Linked DNA regions of Mus musculus: region 2 is linked to region 1. The links are chromatin contacts, called in public HiChIP or PLAC-seq maps. All regions are on one chromosome and are shown on one strand. Each heading gives the region's core, a stretch centred on a gene start, on an enhancer-like site or on the middle of the called end of the contact. The rest is flanking DNA. Distances are from core to core; before and after follow the strand shown. Region 1 holds the start of Fignl2 (fidgetin-like 2). Region 2 overlaps Slc4a8 (solute carrier family 4 (anion exchanger), member 8).

Evidence for each region. HiChIP or PLAC-seq counts read pairs in DNA pulled down with a chosen protein or histone mark.
Region 2: a contact with region 1 is called in an H3K27ac HiChIP or PLAC-seq map of embryonic stem cells, with 9 times the contacts expected there. The contact joins the enhancer-like site here to the promoter of Fignl2 in region 1. A contact is called at or near these places in 1 of 484 Hi-C or Micro-C datasets (the N1E-115 cell line), 13 of 115 datasets of contacts at active chromatin or transcription factors (craniofacial prominence, embryonic basal ganglia, embryonic forebrain and 5 more) and 5 of 9 other capture datasets (adipose tissue, embryonic stem cells, liver and 2 more).

Annotation. Positions count from the first base shown.
Region 1 is chr15:101,053,093-101,055,792 of GRCm38.p6, forward strand. Fignl2 (fidgetin-like 2) reads right to left here and starts at 1,307. Exons shown (of 1, transcript NM_001214911.2): 1 at 1-1,307. The coding sequence starts at 1,307.
Region 2 is chr15:100,788,992-100,791,691 of GRCm38.p6, forward strand. It overlaps Slc4a8 (solute carrier family 4 (anion exchanger), member 8), which reads left to right. Exons shown (of 25, transcript NM_021530.2): 8 at 19-176; 9 at 844-931; 10 at 1,915-2,061; 11 at 2,606-2,700. Among named protein-coding and RNA genes, the nearest start is that of Gm52175, 25 kb to the left of the region's middle. Within about 2 kb of position 1,435, at least 6 of the 459 cell types and tissues checked have an H3K27ac peak or open chromatin away from gene starts, as enhancers often do. A contact at or near this core is called in embryonic stem cells, where this site is marked.

The DNA of each region.
Region 1 (2,700 bases), core at 57-2,556:
AGCAGCGCCTTACCGCAGCCGCGGGGCCCGAAGAACAGCACGGTCCGCGGCGGGAGCGCGCTGCCGGGACAGGCGGGCGGCCTCAGCAAGGGCCAAAGCAGCTCCTCCTCTAGGGCCGCCTTGAGCGCGCCCTGGCCCGCCACATCCGCCCACTGCACTGGGGGCCCGCAGTCTACCATCTTGCTGCTCACCAGCTCCAGCGCCCCCGGGTCCACGCCCTTGGCGGGCTCCCCCGACGGCTCCGCGAAGCCTCCGTGGGCGGCCGGGACCCGCTCCGGGAACTTGTCAAAGGGCTCGAGCTGCGGCGCGTAGGCGGGGGAGCCCAGGACCTTGAGAGGGCCGCCGCCGCCGTACTTGCCGGTCCCATCCTCCGTCGCCCCGGGTGGCTTCGAACGGAACCCGTTGCCCCGACACTCGGTGTCGTCCGCGGCGGGGTAGGAGGCGCCGTCGGCCGCGGGGGCCTTGGCCGGCTCGTAAGCGTACTTGCGGTAGCGGGCTTCCGCGCCCTCGTCCACCGCCTTGCGCTTCAGCGACACGCCCTCGGCGGCCGCGGGGAAGCCGTAGGGCGCGGGCCGGGGTGGCGCGGGCGCGGGCAGGGGCGTGGGCGCCGCCAGCCCGGAGGGCAAGTAGGGCGCGGGCGGCGCGGCGGGCGGCGGGAGCGCCCCGTAGCCGGGCTGCGCCGCGTAGCCGGCCGCCGGGTAGTTGTAGAGCGGCGCCGAGGGGCCGTAGCCGGGCGGCGGCGCTGGCTGCAGCAGCGCGGGCGGGGGCGGCGGGGCGAGCGCGGCGCTCGTTTGCGCGCAGTAGCCGGACGCCAGGTACCCGCCTCCGTAGCCCGCCGCGTACTCAGTGGCCGCCGACGGTCCCCCGCACGCGTTGCCCGTGTACAGCGGCTCAGTCAGGTTGCCAGCTACTACCGGGGAGCCCCCGAGGCCGGCGGAGCCACCCGCGCCAGCCGCCTTGGCTCCCGGGAGGCCTTCGTGGAGCGAGGCTAGAGGGTAAGGTGGCTCTGGCCCGGGCCAGGGCTCCGGGTCCCCTTTGGCACCGTTGAGGAAGGCGGCGTCACCGTAGCTGCCCAGGCCCGGGCGCTCGTAGTCCAGGACTCCGGAGTACTTCTCGGCGTAGCGCTTGAGGAGGTTGGAGGCTGTGAGGGCGGAAATGTCGTCGTGTGCCCAAGCGTAGTGGCAGCGCTGGCGACCCCCTGGAGGCAACTCCAACTTGTGAGCCGGCGACGGAGTGGTGGAGGAGACGTCCAGGTGCTGCTCTGGCCACTGGTTTAGGGGCTGGGCGTGTTCCGGTGTCCAGTGCATCTTCAACAGAGCTGCAGGCGAGAAGAACAGCGGCTGGTCAGCTCCTGCAGTGGCTCTAGGGACCCACTGACAGCTTGGTTAGCCAATGACAGGCTACCCGAGACCCTTTAGACCTAGAGTTAGTTTTTTAAAATAGTTTGCTGTACTCCAAGAGGAATGCAGAAATGCCATAGTAAACCTTCACTCCCGGCAAGTTACCCTGACCACACCGGCTATGCCCCTCCATGGACCAGATCGAGGGAAGGGCCAGACCATGTGAGGCTCACCCGTAGCAGACACTTGCTGTTCGCTCACTATGGGCCAGCCACTGCAGCGTATCAAGGTTTGTAAAGATTAGTGCAGCCTGTCCAGAGCTGCTGGATATGAGGCCCAACAGGTTGACATCCTACTCTGTCCACCTTGGCGTTCCCTTGAGATTCAAAGGTCCACCATAGGCCCTGGGATGTGAGCGTACCCATCAGCCCTGGAAACCACAGTGGCTAGCCCAGCAACCTTATTTCCTTGCGGTTTGATTTCTTCCGGCCTTTGGCTAAAGCTCAATCTTCAGGTCATACCCCTCCCCGCCCCAACCCACTCAAATTTATATTATGATTCGTAACAGTAGCCAAATTAGAGTTATGGAGTAGCAACAAAAATAATTTTGTGGTTGAGAATTACCATAACATGAGCAACTATATTTAAGGTTGCAGCATTAGGAAGATTGAGAACCACTGGCCTAAAGAAACTAGAACCTGGGAGCTGGAGAGATGGCTCAGTGGGTAAGAGCACCGACTGCTCTTCCAGAGGTCCTGAGTTCAATTCCCAGCAACCACATGGTGGTTCACAACTGTCTGTAATGGGGACTGGTGCCCTTTTCTAGTGTGTCTGAAGACAGCTACAGTGTACTCATACACATTAAATAAATAATAAATAATTTAAAACAAAAAACTAGAACCTGACCGAATGCTGTTTGTTTGCCTGCTACCTGCTCCATCCAAAATGACTCTTATCACCTTACAAACATTATTTGGGATGAACAGATGGTGTGCTGAGGTATGTGAGATAGTACGAGCATGCAGATCATGTCAAGTGCATCACAGGGCTGGTAAAGTACCTGCCTCATCTCATGCTCGGGGACCCGGGTTCTATCACCCGAGGGGTTAAAGATGAACCCTACTTTGTTCTGAGCTCCCCAGTCACCAAATGAAGAGGGAGCTGTGGTCAGACTCATTTCACAAAACACCCTTACTCAAAGGGAGCAAAACTATTTGTGGTGTGGGGATCCTAGAGCCAATCTGTGAGATACCACCTCTGGACCATGAAGAGGGTAAATGTTCCCAGGCTGGTCCTACACCCTCCTCTAGCACCCATCAAGGCACCAGTCCTGAACCAATAAGAGATACAGGGCCCAAGA
Region 2 (2,700 bases), core at 185-2,684, 260 kb before region 1:
GTTCTTGTGCGTTTCTAGGTGGATCTTCACTTCATGAAAAAAATTCCCACGGGGGCAGAGGCCTCCAATGTCCTGGTGGGAGAGGTGGATACGCTGGACCGGCCCATCGTGGCCTTCGTGAGGCTCTCCCCGGCTGTGCTGCTCTCTGGCCTGACGGAAGTGCCCATCCCAACGAGGTAACGTGGGGATAGGCTGAGGGCAGCCTACTCAAAGCAGACTTGTGTGAGTGCTGGCGCTGGAAAGTAGTTATCCCTAAAGTTAGGGTCAGCTGCATGGAGAGACGCGTCAGGATTCCTCGGAGCTGTGGGAGCAGGCGGGCAAGTGACACGGGAGGCCTCAGGCTCTCTCCTAGTCAGAGAGCAGTCTCCAGGGAACCGGCTCTGGGCAGAGGTACTGGTGTCTTTCCATAGCGCTGGTGGGACTTGGCCATAGGTGGTGGCGTGGTAATTCGGAGCTCAGTAACTGTAGCGTTCAGATGCTCCTTCCAGGGCGCTCCTCAGCTTCCTCACCCTGCTCTTCCCTATTTTCTTATTAGAACAATGAATGGGACCTAGATGTAACCCTGGATTTACACAACGCCGTGTTTTGAAAAGACATCCTTCCGGTAGCTAGAAATCGTGTCTATGGTAACTCTAAGAAATGTAGCCAGTTATTGAATAATGTCTCATAAATAGCTCCAAATGGTGTTTGGCCATAACAAGGTGACATCTAGCTACAGGGTAGTTCTTTCCTTGAAGGCACAGGGACAGTGTGTTAGCAGGGAAAGAGCTTTGCTGTTTGGAGAAGGTAAAACGCCAGCCTCTGTCCTTGCTTACAGAGCTCCTTCTTTGTGTGTTCTGGCAGGTTTTTGTTTATCTTACTGGGCCCAGTGGGAAAAGGGCAGCAGTACCATGAGATTGGCAGGTCCATGGCCACCATCATGACGGACGAGGTACATGCCGCCGCTGCCCTCCTCATTCTCTCGTAAATGCTGAGTGCTCACTCTCTCCCAGAAACTGAATGCGTTGTTGGGATAAAATGATGGTTGTCACAGTGTCTGCTGGGAGCAGTTCAAGGACCGTTTCTGAGAGCCAATGAAGAGTGAGGCAAGCCCCCGGGAGGTCTTTCTTGCTGTTCTATCTCTTTGCTTTCCAGCTTCTTACTGTGTAGCCCAGGCTGGCCTCGAACACCCAGTGCTGGGATTGTAAGCATTTAGCACTATGGCCACTTAACTCTCCCCTTTTCAAGGAATTAAAGATGCAGAAAATCAAAGTAGAATGTGTAGACTTTGTGTTTAATGTCACTTGTGAAACCTGAGTTAACCTTCCTGAGACTATGGCTAATTAAATACATTGATGTCATTTGCATAAGGAAATACTTCTATTCCATGGAAACAAGACGAGTCTGCGTAGGGTCAGGACATGCCCTTACATGTCACGTGTAAGCTGTGGCTTGCTGTCCCACACCGTTGCTCTGTGCTGTAGAGTTTCCCTGGTGCACGTCTCAGTGGGCACAGGCAAGCGTGGGCTGTTTGATCTTTGATTCTTTCACAGAAGTGTTCACTAGGGAGCCCTTCTAGATTCAAACACACTCCCAGAATCTCTGTGAATCTTGCCTCTCCAGTGGAGATTGTCTCACTCTCTAGCCCAGGTTGGCCCTCAGCTTGGCAGTCCCCCTCCCCTAGCCTCTGGAGCGGGTGGCTTTACAGGTGTACACCTGCACACCGAGCTTGGGTTCCTCTGAAAACTCCACGTACTTCGATAAGCGCCAAGTTTTATCTCTTAGATACCCACGGCAGGGATAAAAACTGAGAGGCTGTGTCCCTGCTCATTGGAGTGTGTGTGTGTGTGTGTGTGTGTGTGCGCGCGCGCGCGCACGCGTGCCCGTTGGAGGTGAAGGAATTCTGAGACTTCCTAAGTTCTTTCCTCTCTCTAGATTTTTCATGATGTGGCATATAAAGCAAAGGAACGCGATGACCTCCTGGCAGGGATTGACGAGTTCCTGGACCAGGTGACGGTGCTTCCGCCAGGGGAGTGGGACCCATCTATTAGAATTGAGCCACCCAAGAATGTCCCTTCCCAGGTAATGAATGCATGTAAGATAGTGGTGGCTGCTGTCGGGGGGCTCCTGAAAGTCAGAATAGGAGCAACAAGCTAAGCCACAGTAGCATAGGCCCGCTCAGGTGTGCTGGGGAGGACAGAGGGGGAGGGGGAGGGTCAGATGGTTCCCTGTCAGACTGGACTGGACCAGAGCTCCTGTGTGTGCTAGGCTGAGGCTGGGCATTTTACCCACGGGAATTTGCTCTTCCGAGGCGCTCCCCTCCCCCGGGCGCTCTGACCTCTAGTTTACAGGAGAATTAACTGACCTTCTAGGGCAAGATTTTAAAGGAGGTTACATCGAAGCACACTGGAAACTGCAATTTAGGTCAGATTCTGTTGGGGGAGTCGTTTGGTTTATATAAATACATACATCTCTCCCCCCCCCCCCCGAAGTCACCTGTGTCAAATCCACAAATCTATTTGGAAATCACAAACATTTTAATGTTGTTCTGGCTTTTGTGTTATCCTGTTGCCACCAAGGACAAAGAGGGGCTGACTGGACTCATTTTATTTCCTTTTGTCAAAAGGAAAAAAGGAAAATGCCCGGTGTTCCAAACGGAAACGTTTGCCACATAGAACCAGAGCCACATGGGGGGCACAGTGGGCCAGAACTGGAGCGGAC